Regions from separate parts of the Sus scrofa genome. Here region 1 is linked to region 2. The links are chromatin contacts, called in public HiChIP or PLAC-seq maps. All regions are on one chromosome and are shown on one strand. The core of a region is the stretch at or near the end of the contact, and the rest is flanking DNA. Distances in the headings are between cores, read along the strand shown. Region 1 has its middle 31 kb from the start of EEPD1. Region 2 overlaps EEPD1 (endonuclease/exonuclease/phosphatase family domain-containing protein 1).

Region 1 (7,615 bases), core at 906-3,405, 150 kb before region 2:
ACATCAGTGAAACATGTATGTGGTTTTCATCCCCAGTTCCTGGCACAGAGCTTCTAAAACCTCAATTCCTTAAAATTCCTTATAATTCCTGAGTGATGGGGTGAAGGAACATCTTTCATTATTCATAATAAGCTCCTTTCAATTAGAACAAAATTTATGTTAATTAGGTGACTGGTAGCTAAGGGCCCCTAGGTAGCATCTTAGGTAGCTGACCTCCTAGGATGGTGGCAGGTTGCCATAGTAACCAACCATGTGATTAGTGCGTTGGAACTTTAAGTCTCATCTCACCACCTAACTTCCAGGGAGGGAAAAGGGGCTGGGGATTAATCACCAGTGGTGAATGATTCAATCTATCTCGCCTGTAAAGAGCCTCCATAAAACTAAAGGGTTAGAGCTTCTGGGTTGGTGAAGGCATCCAGGTGCCAGGAGGGTGATATATGCCCAAACTTCACGGGAAAAGACGCTTCTGAGCTTCAGAACTTTCTCATCTTGCTGTATGTAGCTCTTCTTTTGGATGTCAACTAATCTTCCATAATATACTTTACAATAAATCAGGAATAATAAATAGTTTCCCTGCATTCTGTGAGCCATTATAGAGAATGACTGGCCCTTGAGGAGGGAATCCTGGGAACCCCAATTTGCAGCTAAGTCAAACAGAGGTGGGGGAACCTGGGGGCTCACTCTTTGCAACTGGCAACAAAAGGGGGGCAGTCTTGTGGAACTGAGCCTTCAACCTGTGGGGTCTGCACTCATACAGAGCAATTAGAATCAGAATTGAATAAAAGTATAGGACACCCACTTAGTGTCCATAGATAACAGGAGAACTGCTTGGTGTGGAAAACCCACACATTTGGTGTCAGAAGTACTGTGAGTAGAGAAAGAGTATTGTTTTATAAGAGAGAAATTCAAGAAGAAGAAGAAAGCTAATATTGGTGAAAATCCTTCAGGTGACCCAAAGCCAGCCCCCTGAGAGCTAGAAGGACCAAAATCCTAGAGGCAGCCAAGGATTGATATAGATGCCTGGAATTCCATAAAAACTGCTCCTGAAGAGGTCATAACAAGAAATGGACCTGTCACTGCTAGGGGTAACCTCAGGTAGCCTTCTTACTTTACTCTCTTACTCACACAACAAAGTGGGGGGAACCCGAAGAGTTTTGTTCATGTGGATTCATGATCAATATTCACTTTATTAGAAATTACAACCTGTAGGATGCTTCAGTGGCCTTTTCATTTCTGGTTCAAGAAGCTGTAATCCACTTGGCCTTTAAATTGCTCATAATGTTGACACCCTAAACCACTGAATCCCACTTTCTTTAAACTCTGAATAATTGATCTCAATATGATGCCACAACTTAATTGGCATCATGATACTATATGAAAATCTTCCATTGGATAAGACACGAGAAAGCATCTTATTAATTTCTATACAGCTGAGGGAATAACAGCTTTCATCGTGTTTTCATTTCTTATGTGCAGTTATTTACAGATTCTTCCCTTCGACAAGACAGAGAGCTTCCTATGTCCATTTGGGTATCTTTAAATGTAATGGTTGCATCTGTAGGTCGAAAGAGCAAGACTTCTACATTCTTTCTTTGCGTATTTAATAGGCATTTTATTTTAAACAGTTTTAGGAGTTCCCGTCGTGGCGCAGTGGTTAATGAATCCAACTAGGAACCACGAGGTGGCGGGTTCGATCCCTGGCCTTGCTCATTGGGTTAAGGATCCGGTGTTGCTGTGAGCTGTGGTGTGGGTCGCAGATGCCGCTTGGATCCCGCGTTGCTGTGGTGTAGGCCAGTGGCTACAGCTCCAATTAGACCCCTAGCCTGGGAACTTCCATATGCCACAGGAGCATTTCAAGAAAAGGCAAAAAGACAAAATAAAATAAAATAAAATAAAATAAAAACAGTTTTAGGTTCATAGAAAAATGTAGTGGAAGGTCCCGAGATTTCCTATACATTCCCTGCCCCCCATCATCATCTCTCAAGAGTGGTGCATTAGTTACAAATGATGAACTTACATTGACACGTCATTATTACCCAGAGCCCAGAGTTTATGTTACAACATTTCATTCTTGGTGTTGTACATTCTATGGGTTTGGACAAATGTATGATGACACATACGCACCATTATAGTGTCATAGAGAGTAGTTTCACTGCCCTAAAAGTCCTCTGTGCTCCGACTACTCATCCTTCCCTCCCCACAACCCCTGGTAAGCCCTGATCTTTTCACTGTCTCCACAGTTTTGCCTTATCCAGAATGTCACATGGTTGGAATCACATACAGTATGTTCCCTTTTCAGATTGTAGAATGTGTAATATGTATTTAAGTTTCCTCCGTGTCTGTTCATGGCTTGATAGCTCATTTCTTTTTATCACTGAACCATATTCCGTTGTCTGGATGTACCACAGTTTATTTATCCATTCACCTACTGAAGGACTTCTTGGCTGCTTCCACATTTGGGCAGTTATGCCCAGAATACCCATGTGCAAGTTTTTGTGTGGGTATTTTGTCAACTTTGGATAAATATCAAGGAGCATAATTGCTTGATCATATGGCTGGAGGGTGTTTGTTTTGTAAGAAACTACCAAACTGTCTTTCAAAGGGGCTGTACCATATTGCTTTTCCATTAGTGTGTAGTGTTTTCGATTTTGGCCATTTCAATAGGTTTTTAGTGTATCTCATGGCTTTTTAAATTTGTATATTATGTTTAACATCTTTCTATATGCTTACTTGCCATGAGGTGTCCATTCAGGTCTTTTGGCCATTTTTTTAAATTGGGTCGCTCACTTTTCTATTGTTGGATTTTAAGTGTTCTGGGTATATCTTGGATAAGAGTCTCCTATCAGTTAGGTCTTTTGCAAATAGTCTATGGCTTGTCTTAATGGCATCAGCATCTTTCACAGAGCAGAGTATTTCGTTCTGCTGGAATTTTGATTGAGATTGCATTGAACCCATAGGCCAATGGGTGTTGACAATAGATCACAAAAGAGAATTAGACTTAGAGAATTCCCCAAACATCAGAACCGCCTGGCATCAGCAGGGAGTGGCAAAGGCTGGCCTCCTGCGGGCCCAGGAGGGAGTGCTGATTTTATATTAATACGTGCTGTCTCCTCTTCCACCCACCTTAGGCCTGAGTCATAGCGTCGTGGTTGTACCTGTCCCTGTGCTCCTGGTACAGCTGGGAACACACCTCTCTGCACAGACACACTCACACACTGGGCCACATAACTGTGAACACCCATCCTTCCTGGGACGCGCCCTTTTATGGCCTCGAGAGTACCAGCCCAAGGAAAATGCAGGCAGTGTTCCTGCCCAGACCAACCAGACTCATTAGTCCTTTCTGCTCGTTTTATGGATGTAAACGTAGGCAGGGCAAAAATAAGATACACATTCCAGACACTTGTGTCACCCTCCCCAGAGGTGGGTAAATACAGTAGTTGGGCGGTGACATAAAATGCTGTCACTCTGTGGGTATTGCCCCTGGAAACCATCCCCCTACTTTCTCCTTCCACCCCATGGGCTCTCCAGGGGCGTGCACTTACCATTTTCCTCCAGCCTTCTTCTCCCCAGTGAGGCTGCTGCGCATTTTCTTCTAAATCCAAACTTCGCAGGAATAAAATTAGATCAGAGATCTGGGGTTGCCAGGAAGCTGCCTGGGGAGTGGGTGGCTGTGAAGCCATTAACGGTAAGGATAAGTTCAAACAACACTAATAAAATTGATGTCGATGGGGGAGCCGAAGCCCTCTAATTATCTTGAGAACTGGTTCTGCCTTTATCTGACTGTGGTTGACCGTCTTTTTTTTCTAGTTGATTCTGCCCTCAAAATTACATCAATATTTAAAAGTCCTGATTTTCCCACCTGGATGAGCCTGCCCTTTTGCTGCTGCTCCTGGCACATGATTCCCTGTCCTTCACTGCCCTCATGGCCTCTGCAGAGGCTTCCTTAACGCCCCCAAGCCCAGTTAGCCCCCACACCCTCATGCAGTCACTGTGCAGGGCTGGCTCTCTGGAGCCCTCGGATGGTGATTTGTCACTGGGTCTCCTTCCTCCCTGGACAGCAATTCCCCCTCAGCACTCACCAGATACATGCATCTCTGCATTTCATGTAGTTAGTTGCTCCCGATAAGTATTCTTTGAGTCAGAGTTGTGAGTTGGTGCTTTAAACAAAACCCAAGGCTCATGTACACGGATATCCTGCAAAAACCCTACTGCTGGCAAGGAAATTCAGAGGATGTGGCCCTTAGGCGTGTACTTGATGCTGTACTCGATGCTTGCATGTGTGTTCTTGGGGGTCTGTGAGAGCCCCTGAGAGGAGGCTGAAACCCATCAAGCAAGAGCAAGCTTCTCTCCCAAGATTCAAGGTGTGAGATGGCTGTTGGCCGTGTCACCATTTCATTGGGGTCACCAGCCTCAGACCAGGGGAATCAGATGTCAGGTGGCTTCCCCACCCCACCCCTCCTCCTTGGAACATTTAACCTGAAACCTAATTAACACCCTGGGTTTAGGGAGCCGGGCCTTCCCTGCGATTTCTCTGGGCTTTTCCCCTTGGTCCCCAACTCCCACATGACTCACCTCTGTTCTGTCCATCCTTCACCACTTTCTGTTAAGAAAACTCCCCACATTCAAACATTCCATAAGTTGAAGAGATGTGCCGACGTTTCTGGGGTCTCAAAAGGGGTCTCATGGAGGCCCATGTGTGGCCTTTTGTCATCTCTCTGGTTCCACCTTCCTGACCGCCCCCCTGCCCCCAACAACAGGTTTTTCCTCTTGTCCAACACCAGGACAACACTCGGGCTCCCTTGAGATCTTACCTCTCGCCCAAGATCCATGTGAAAAAAGAATGCTTAGGTTTTCTTACTCAGAAAAGTTCCAGAGGAAAAGTCTTCTTTTGAATGAAAGTGAGGGCAATAGAAGCGTGAAGCAAAATTTTGGAAGTAGAAGAGTTTCTCATTTTCCTGCCACAAAGACGAATTTAGGGAAGTTATTCTTTTTCTTTTAAATGTTTTATTAGCGTATAGTTGGTTTACAATGTTGTGAAAATTTCTGCTGAACAGCCAAGTGACTCAGTCACACATATATATGCACGCGCATTCCCTTCCTTGTATTCTCTTCCATCATAGTCTATTCCAAGAGACTATCGTTCCCTGTGCTGTACAGTGAGCCTCATTGCTTATCTATTCTAGTTATAAGAGTTTGCATCTACTAAACCCAAACGCCCAGTCCATCCCACTCCCTCCTCTCTCCCCCTTGGCAGCCACAGCTCTTGTCTCTATGGCTGTGAGTCTGTTTCTGTAGGGAAGGTATTCTGAGTCTTAATTTCCTCATCTGTACAATGGAGTCAATGATATCTATCAGCATTTCCAGGTCATTTGAGTTACAGGGCACATAATAGATCCTCAGAAATATTCCTTCCTTTCCCTCCCCTGGGTAATAAAAACATGACGGTGTTGACAGGAAAACATGGGCTTTAGTCCTGGCTCTGTCGCTAAGAGTTCTGTGACCTTGGGGAATCTGCTTTACCCACCTGGGTGTTGGGTTTCTCTCCTAGAAATAAGAGATGCAGCAGAGTGGTCTGGTCTCAAGATTTCATTTTATTATTTTATAGTTAAAATTTTGGAAAGAAGTGCTTTCCACCTAGGAATTTCAGTTTGAAGGTGGAAAAGGAAGAGTCTCAAGAGAAAGGCATCGGTTTGGGGGATGGATTTGGGAGTGGGGGATGGCTAAGGCCTCTGCCATTGTCCTGATGGGATCTACATTTTGGGGAGCCCACCTCTCCATTGGTGAAACCGCAAAGAGGCAAGGATGATGAAGCCATGTTGGCAGTCTGATGCTGGATTCAGGGGAATTTGGGACAAGAAGGAGAGTGTTGAAAGAAAATTAGGTGAGAAAAGTAAGCAGGTGTTCTCCAATGGCCTAGTTGCTTTTATAACCTCCAAATCATTTGAGACCCACTGGTCAAGCCACCGCATCGAGGGAATGGCAGCTCAGAGGGTCTAAGGAATTTGCTCAGGTCCCTCCACCCTGAACCTGGTGATTCCTGTCACACCATGTCCTTTCCACGGAAGCCACGTCTATTTCAGTTGGTTGTGACTCCAAGAAGGGAAACTTGAGTGTGTATTTTGGCCCCAGCAAATGGCAGGACTAGTTTTCTTTAAAAAGCTTTCTTCAGGGACACTGTTCATCTCATGCAGTTTTAATAGAGGATCGTGTTTCTATTTCCCAGCACCGTTAGTTGCCATGAGTGCAAACTTTCATTTTTAATGTAGCATGATTCACAGCAATGCTTGGTCTAAAAATGGAAGAACTTCTATTCTGACAAAAATTATAAGACAAAATTAAAATGGGGGTAGGAAGAAAATCATTTCCAAAAAAATAAATAAAAAGAAATATTGATGAGACTTTTCATTTACTTTAGCCTATCAGACTAATTGTCATTGCAATTCAATTTCTCTACATTGTTCTGACAATGGTGTTTCAGATGCTTCTTTCTCTTTCAGGCTTCTAAATAACCATGAGCTCTTTTAAAGCAATTATATACCTGTGCGTAGGGGGAAGGAGCTGGGAAAGTCATGAGAAGAGAGGCCAAAAGGCAGCTGTCCGTCCAAGCCATCGAAGCCCTTTAACCCTTTCTTCCTTGGGAAAGGCTTTGAGATAAGAGACCTACCCCCTACCCACCCTCTACTTCCCCATCACTTCCCCCACATCTCACTATTCTTTTTCACATTCTGTCGATTCATTCCTTGGGTGTGGGAAACTCCCTCCCAGGCTTTTTCTTTTTTTCGATCTTTTTAGGGCCTCACCCATGGCATATGGAAGTTCCCAGGCTAGGGGTCCAATCGGAGCTACAGCTGCCAGCCTATGCCATAGCCACAGCAACGCAGGATCCTAGCTGCATCTGTGACCTTCACCACAGCTCACGACAACACCCAGTCCTTAACCCACGGAGCGAGGCCAGGGATCGAACCTGTGTCCTCATGGATACCAGTCCCAGGTTCATGAGCTGCTGAGCCACCAAGGAAATCCCTCCCTCCCAGGCATTTAGCACCGACACAAGTACCATCTGACTTCCTAGGCATGGGAGCCCGGGCTTTGGGACATGAAGGAGGCTGAGGGGTAGGGACCTTCCAGAGACCCCCCCCAAAGACACTGTGAAGACCTCCTGGTGTCCACGAGGAATTATTGTGAGAACCAACATGTGTGGAATAATAACGATGACAGGCATTGCGATGAATGCGCAAGACTTTTCTAAGAGGATTGAGACAGTTCTTATTATTCCCATTTAAGAGATGAGAAAGCTGAGGCCCAGAGTGGTTAGAGAAGTCAGCCAAAGTCACACCCAGGTTGTCTCACTCCAGAGTCCACACTCTGTCTCCACCCAGACTCCTCAAAATGCTACATCCAAAGAGACTGGCGCAATCACACCAGGTCCTGGCGAGGAGGTGGAGGAGCTGGCACACCCACATACTGCACGTGCGAGTGGAGATCAGTACACGCGTGTGGGGAAACTGTTCAATAGTTGCTTGTAAAGTTAAACAGACATAAATCATGGAACACCGATTCCACGTTTGGGTTATAAACCCAAGAGAAACACGTGTATGTAGGTACCAAAAGACAC
Region 2 (7,529 bases), core at 1,816-4,315:
CAACAACAAAAAAGAAATTTACTGTCTTAACCATCGTTTATCGTACAGGTCAGTCGTATTAGGTGCATTTACAGTTTCCCAACCGTCACCACCATCTACCTCTAGAACTTTTTCATCTTCCAAACTGAAACTCTGTTTCCATTAAACACAAACTCCTCATTCCCCCTTTTCCCCCAAACCCTAACAACCCTGTGAATGGACGACTCTAGGTATCTCACATAAGTAGACTCTCAGACTGTTTGTCCTTCGGCTAGCTTATTTTGCTCACCTTATGTCTTCATGGTTTGTGGTGTCAGCGTTTCCTTTCCTTTTAGGGCCCAGTGCTATTCCCTTCCTCAGTCAGTGGACACGCGGGTTGTTTCCAGCTCTTGGCTGTTGTGAATCACTGTGAATAATGAACCTGGGTATGCCGCTGACCTCTGAACCAGGAGGTGCTGTGACCCGCATTCCCCTTAAATTACGAATCTTTGCAGTTCCCATTGTGGCGCAATGGAAACAAATCCGACTGGGAACCATGAGGCTGCGAGTTCAATCCCTGGCTTCACTCAGAGGGTTAAAGATCTGGCGTTGCCGTGAGCTGTGGTGTAGGTTGCAGACATGGCTTGCTGTGGCCATGGTGTAGACTGGCAGCTAGAGCTCCGATTCGACCCCTAGCCTGGGAAGCTCCAAACGCCGCTGTGGCCCTAGAAAAGAAAAGAAAACAAAACAAAACAAAAATGATGAACCTTTGGGCTAAAAAAAAAGTCAGAAGGTTATTTAGGTTGAGATCTTTTACCCAAGAGTTTCTAACCTATGAAAAATGATGACTTGATAGCTTTTAAATCTGTGGACATTTCCCTTGTTCTCAAACTCAGGCTTCGGCTTTTCCTTACACGGAAGCACTGAACAAAGTACGCCAGTTCCCACCTTCTCTGATAACCTCAGGCCCTCGCTGTTTTTTCTGATAGCCAGCCAGGCATCCAGTTTATGTCAGAAAACCTGGGCAGGGTATTGTTTCGAGGTGCCAGGGGACTATTGACCCACATCTGACTCGGCCTTGACGTGCCCAGGTAGGGACAGTGACTCATGTCCCTGCCACCCCCTGCTTATAACTAACATCGACCTCATTGCTGCCGGCGACGCGGCAGAGCCGGGATTCGGGAAGCGCTGCAGCCCAGAGGCCGGCGAGGCTAAATCGATGCGCAGAGGCAGGCGGTTCAGCCGAAACAAAGGCTGAGTCTTTATTCCACAGGCGTCTTCCTATCAGGGCAAACAGAGCCATCGATTAGCAGACGCTGGGCCTTTCTGCCCTCGTCTGGAATGTGCACCCCGTTGACGTCGGCGGGGGCGGATCCCCATTCTCTGCTGGAACTCAGCCCCGGGTGGGGCCTGCTCTGCAAACCAGCAGGAGTGACACAGGGCGGAGAGGGGCTCGGCCTCCAGGGAAGACCTGCCCCCACTGGGGACCAGCTCCTGAGACCCTACGTCTAGAGGCTCTGAGGAAATCGGCCCTGCGCGTTCTCCCCTCACTTCTGGAAACTAAGAAAACAATTAAGGAGCCCACCCTGGTGAACGGCCCTTTAGGAGAATTCAGGCCCATGCATATCTGTGGCCTCTAAAGAAGACTGGAGTTCCCGTTGTGGCTCAGTGGGTTAAGAACCCAACATAGTATCCGTGAGGATGCAGGTTCAAACCCTGGCCTGGCTCAGTGGGTTAAGGATCCGGTGTTGCCGCGAGCTGTGGTGTAGGTCACAGATGTGGCTCAGATCCTGTGTTGCTGTGGCTGTGGTGTAGACATACAGCTGACGCTCCAGTTTGGCCCCTAGCCCAGGAACCTCTGTATGCCTCAGGTGTGCTGTAAAACAAAAAGAGAGAGAGGAAGAAGATGAGTTGTAAGAAACCTGGATGATTCAGTTCAAAAAGAGTTGTGTCAGAGTTCCCATCGTGGCTCAGTGGAAACAAATCTGACTACCATCCATGAGGACGCAGGTTCGATCCCTGGCCTCACTCACTGGGTTAAGAATCTGACGTTGCCATGAGCTGTGGTGTAGGGCACAGAGGCATGGCTGTGGCTGTGGCATAGGCTGGCAGCTGCAGCTCGGATTCAACCCCTAGCCTGGGAACCTCCATATGCCGAGGGTGCGGCCCTAAGAAGACAAAAGACAAAGAAAAAAAAAAGAGCTGTGTTGTCATCCCTGACATTACACAGAGCTGAGTTTATTGGTCCTTGGCACCAGCGTCTCTCCTGGTTTCGGAATTGTCTTTTCCAGTCCAAACTTTATAGGCTTGCATCCCCGTGAAAAAAGCTCTACGTGGGAACCTTCTGCCTCCATCTTTCTTAATATCCGTTTTCCGTGATATTCAGTAAATGTAGCATCTTTCTCTTCTTTCTTTTCAAAAATACCCTGCACTTTAAATCTGAGGTTTTTCTCGTCTCTCTGTCACCATTTATTCCACACGTGTGGATCGAGGGTCTGCCAGGCAGCAGGCTCTGCTCCAGGCATGGGGGGCTTTTCTGTTCTCGCTCTTTGTTAAGAGCCCTGGGTTTGAGAGCTGCCTGGGGGATGTGAGCAAACCCTTCCACCTCTCAGGGCCTGATACCCTGCGAGGGCTCAGCAGAGGGTCATGAGCCCTGGCCACGTGTAACTTGTCAGTAGTAATATTCTCTAGTTGGCTTTCCTGTGGGAAGTTGGCACTGATTTCTCAAGACAGCTTGGTTGGGCTTGCCCTGCTCTGGGTGCCAAGGTAGCTGTGATCTAGCAGGAGGGATTACATCTCTGTGGGTCACACTGTGACTGCGGAAAAGGCTTCTGTCCCTCGCGCCCCCTGGAGGAGGCGGTCACGGGCAGGGCACGAGTGCCCTCTGCTGGTAGCTTTGTGTTATTTCCCTTTCAATTTCTTTCTCCAGCCATTATTACTGAAGCACATTTGCATCAAGGAAAAAGATTTGCTGAGGGTCTCAGATGCATTTGGCCCTCGTTTATGAACTGCTTTCCTTAAAGCTTCCCTTGAAGGGTGTGACAAGAATGCCGTTCCCTGCGGTAACCTGGCTCCACTGAAGGGAACCTCGAGACAGGAAGTGACGGTCCAGTTGGGCCGTCAGTGGGAATCCCAGGGAATGTAGCTAGGCCATCTGGCCTTCCTGAATGATCTACTCACTTTGGAAAAGACTTCACAACTATCTCACTTACTCTAGTAAATCAAACTCTGACAGAAATGTTGAAATACTTTAAAAAGAAAAGCTTTCCACTTTGTCTGAGTCTCCTCGGGCCACCATGACAAAATGCCACAGACTGGGTGGCTTCGACAACAGACACTTGCTTTCTCACAGTTCCAGAGGCTGGAAGGTCCATGATCAAGGTGTGGGCGGGGTTGGTTTCTTCTCCTTGACTTGTAGAGGCCGACTTCTCCCTGCATCTCCATGAGGTCTCCTCTGTGCTCCTTAAGTGTTTGTTGAGCTTTTGTTAAATATCTAAGTGTGACTTTTAAGCCTTCTATGCTGTGAGATTTGGAACCCATGATCCAGAACAACAGTGATCTCTGCATCACATCTCCAGATGTGTCACTGACCTACCCTTAAAGTTGCAGGGAAGAGGCGGGGTTTTGCGCAAGGAATTTGGAAAAATTGGGAGAATAACTTTGGGGAGTCAAATGAGAGTCCTCCTCCCGCTCAAAGGAGCTGTGATCAGTGTTGGTTTATTTCACCTCATTCATTCCTGACTTTCTTTCTTCTACTTCCAGGAGAAAAAGATGTGATCGTCTTAGGGGATTTCGGCCAGGGGCCAGACAGCAGTGACTACGACATCTTGAGGAAGGAGAAATTCCACCCCCTGATCCCCGCGCACACCTTCACCAACATCAGCACCAAGAATCCTCAAGGCTCGAAGACGCTGGACAACATCTGGATCAGTAAAAGCTTAAAGAAGGTTTTCACAGGTAAAGCATAAGTGCTGTTCAGAAACCAGTAAGAGACACCCGTCTGAACTGATGCTTTCAGATCATTTGGTCTGAATAAAAGCCACAAGCGAATTTCCCTCCTCTGTGGGCCTCTTTTGGGGTTAACTTTTAGGTGGCTGTATTCAAACAGAGCCACTTTAAGAGTGAAGGAGGGTGTGAAAAATAATGAAAGGCACTCACTGATCTGCAGCGGGGGAAGGCAAGTGTGTCCTGGACAGACCTCGTTCTGAGCTGAGACAGTTTGCACAGGCAGACAGGATGGCTGGGGGGGTCTTGTCGGGGAGCCCACCCCACCGCTGCCGGCTGGCCTATGACCTCCCAGCCCCCAGCCTGACCTCTGGGTCCCTCTCCCCTCTGCCTCCAGGTCACTGGGCTGTCGTGAGAGAAGGCCTCACGAACCCTTGGATTCCAGACAACTGGTCCTGGGGCGGAGTGGCTTCGGAACACTGCCCCGTGCTCGCCGAGTTTTACACGGAGAAGGACGGCAGCAGGAAGGAGGGCCCTCGGAACAGCAGCGGGGTCACCCTAGAGCCAAGTGAGGCCAACATTAAGCACGAGCGATGATGACGCCAAGTCGGTTTTCCACCCGCAACCCCGGAGGCGAGGAGCTCGCCCTCCGGGTGAAGATGCAGAGCCCGAGCTCCGGCCTCAGCCCCGGCCTCGCCCGCCTGCGCCCTGTGTGGACCTCTCTGGACTCTCAAGGAAGGAGCCCGTCCGGCCCTCGAGGAGCCGGATGCTCACATCAGAAGCCCAGGGGAGACCCGGAATATCTTCTCTCTGCCGATGCCGCCAACCGGGGTGCCCCCGGCGGCCCCCCCGCTCCTGGACAGCAGCGCCGTTGGAGGCTCAAGGCGGAGAGAGACGCTCCGCCAGCAGGACCTGCCCGGCAGTGCCCGGAGCCCTCGTTTCTGACCACCCGTCTGCGATGTTCCGGCTGCAAATTCCATACAGCTTTTAACTTGAGCACGCTCCTCAGATATTTTGAGTGGTGATTTTTAGTTTTGTTTGGAACAAAATAAACAAGAGATGAACCTACGTGGCTGCAGTGAGAGCCTTGTGTGTGTGGGGGGGGGTGCCCCTGCCGTACGTGTTTGGTGCCCCCTTCTGATGCCTCTGGGGGGGCTCTGGGCTGCGGGTCCTGAACACGATGCACCCTCACCCCCCAGGAGCATGTCCATTTTACATCCTTACCTTGAGACCTTGCAAAGGCGCCTGTCCCACCGCGCTGAGCCCCCGAGACGGCAGTGAGATCTTTATATCACCTCCTCCCTCCGTCCCGTCCTCCATCCTCGGACCCCTCTGCCGACCGTCTGTTACTTGAAGCATCCTTTGTGCCTCCAGACGCAGCGTCGGTTTCCCGGTGCGGGACGAGGATCCCATCATAACGTCCTCTCCACCCTGCTTTCCTGCTCCCCCCTGTTCCCTTCCGGTTTCCCAGCCTTGATTCCGAGGACTAGCTGTTGATTCTGGAGCCCCAGGAAGCTAAGCCCGGGAGCACCAAGGGAGGGAGAGCCCCTCTCGGGGGTGGGTGTTGGGGGAGCGTGAAGCCCGTGTTAACGGCCACCAGCCACCCTGCCCATCCCCAGACCAGGTTCTCCCGGAGGTCCCCGTGAGGCCAGGATTGTAATGGCCATTTCTCAGCCGAAGAAACTGAACTTCACTTCCGAAGATCTCACAACCAGTACGTGTCCAGCCAGGATCCACACTCAGTCCAGAGCCCACGTCCACGGGTCAGCCCGATGCTGCCAACACTGTGAGTGTCAGTACTGAGCGATTGTGTCACCATCACCACCCGTGTGAATGCCGTGGCTTGTTGGGCCCGGGCCTGCATGGGGAGTGAAAGGGGCCTGTTGTCCACTAAAGGCCACCTTTGGTGCCACCTGGCTCCATAGAGCATCACTGGTTGTGGGTGGGAAGGGAGCCCTTTTCTGGGGGCTCTGAGGGCACCTGGGCATCAGCCATGCCTGCTCCAAGGGGGCATCTCTCCACAGGAGGCCCGGAACCTGTGCTGGCTGAGCCTGGACCAACAGCAGCCCAGTTAGTGTGCAAAGTCGTGGCAGGTAGGAAAGGCTGCTCGGCTGCTAAGCTGATCTTTGTTTGATGCTTCCTCTAAAGTGAAAACCTCTACCTGCATTCACCAGCAAGATGCCTTAAGTCCTTTTAGCCTTATTTGCTGCAGATTTTTGCAGCAAAACTGGAAAGCCTTCTTAAGTGAGAAGAGGGGGATTAAAAAATCCAATTAGATGACCTTTGTGAGGGTCATTTGATTTGAGCTGGAGGCTGGAGAGCTGAATTGCAGCAGCTGCACTTCTCATGCAGGGTGGGCTCAGGCTTTTTGCTGCAAACATCCAGCACTGGCCTGTCCTCAGAAGCAACTGGTCTTGTCTCAGGCATTTTCTTTTTGGGTTTTTCATTTGATGGGTTTGCTTTTTTTTGGATCATTGTCTTTATGTAATAGACTTTTATTTTTAAGAGTGGTTTGGGATTTATAGAAACTTTGAGCAGAAAGTCCCCCCCATACAGTTTCCCCATTACTAACATCTCGCATCAATGTGGTACATGTGTTACTACTGGTTAACAGATAACAGTACCCTATATATATTTTTTTTTTTTTGGTAATTTATAGGGCTGCATTCATGGCATATGGAGGTTCGCAGGCTAGGAGTCTAATTGGAGCTGTAGTCACTGGCCTACACCACAGCTACAGCAACGTGGGATCCGAGCCGCGTCTGCGACCTACACGGCAGCGCCGGATCCTTAACACACTGAGCGAGGCCAGGGATTGAACCTGCGTCCTCATGGGTACTAGTCAGATTCATTTCTTCTGAGCCCTGATGGGAACTCCTCAGTACACTGTTTTAACTGAGGCCATCATTTACTTGAGGGCTCAGTCTATGCACACTCTGTGGGTTTTGACAAATGTATAATGACTTGTACCCACAATACAGTAACCTAGAAAGTAGTGTCTCTGATCTAAAAAGGCCCTGTGCTCCACCTGTTCATCCCTCCCCCGCCCCCAGCCACCATGGATCTTTCTGCCCTCTCCCTAGTTTTGCCTTTTCCAGAAGGTCGAGTCTTTGCAAACTGGCTTCTTCACTTAGCCTGCATTTATGGTGCCTCAAGATCCGATAGCTGTTTCTTGTTACTGATGAACAATACTGCATTATATGGAATTTATCTGCCCCTTAGCGTTGTTTCTCCTGGAGTTTCCTCCTCCCACTCCCTCTCCACAAATTCCTGATTCTACCTCTCTCTTCGCTCTTTCCTCCCTTCTACCTTCCAGGCTTGCTGGAGAAGGGGCCCAACTGTGAAGCCACTTTGCTGAAGCCTAGAGGTTCCCCTGATGCTGAGCTGGGTTTCTGGAAGCGGGGCTGGGGAGTGAAGGAATTAAGGAAACCCTGAAAGCTGCCGGACGCCCTTCTGCACCTGCTCCAGTGGCGCCTTCTCTCCTGGGCACTGTCCCCCCAGGGAGCTCTGTGATCAGAGAGCCCCACCCTCTGTGCAGGAGCCGCGCAGCAGGGCCCGCAGCCGCCTCGACTCCGCTGCACCAGCCCCGCCCTAACAACACTTAGCGAGGTAACTCAGAGAAGGGC

Evidence for each region. HiChIP or PLAC-seq counts read pairs in DNA pulled down with a chosen protein or histone mark.
Region 1: an H3K27ac HiChIP or PLAC-seq map of alveolar macrophages shows a contact between it and region 2. The contact joins two enhancer-like sites. A contact is called at or near these places in 6 of 47 Hi-C or Micro-C datasets (alveolar macrophages, embryonic fibroblasts, heart right ventricle and 2 more) and 2 of 2 datasets of contacts at active chromatin or transcription factors (alveolar macrophages and skeletal muscle).

Annotation. Positions count from the first base shown.
Region 1 is chr18:37,975,686-37,983,300 of Sscrofa11.1, reverse strand. No RefSeq gene overlaps it. Among named protein-coding and RNA genes, the nearest start is that of EEPD1, 31 kb to the right of the region's middle. Within about 2 kb of position 2,155, at least 1 of the 83 cell types and tissues checked has an H3K27ac peak or open chromatin away from gene starts, as enhancers often do. A contact at or near this core is called in alveolar macrophages, where this site is marked.
Region 2 is chr18:37,821,892-37,829,420 of Sscrofa11.1, reverse strand. It overlaps EEPD1 (endonuclease/exonuclease/phosphatase family domain-containing protein 1), which reads left to right. Exons shown (of 8, transcript XM_013985720.2): 7 at 3,721-3,915; 8 at 4,301-4,971. The coding sequence ends at 4,500. Among named protein-coding and RNA genes, the nearest start is that of KIAA0895, 110 kb to the right of the region's middle. Within about 2 kb of position 3,065, at least 20 of the 83 cell types and tissues checked have an H3K27ac peak or open chromatin away from gene starts, as enhancers often do. A contact at or near this core is called in alveolar macrophages, where this site is marked.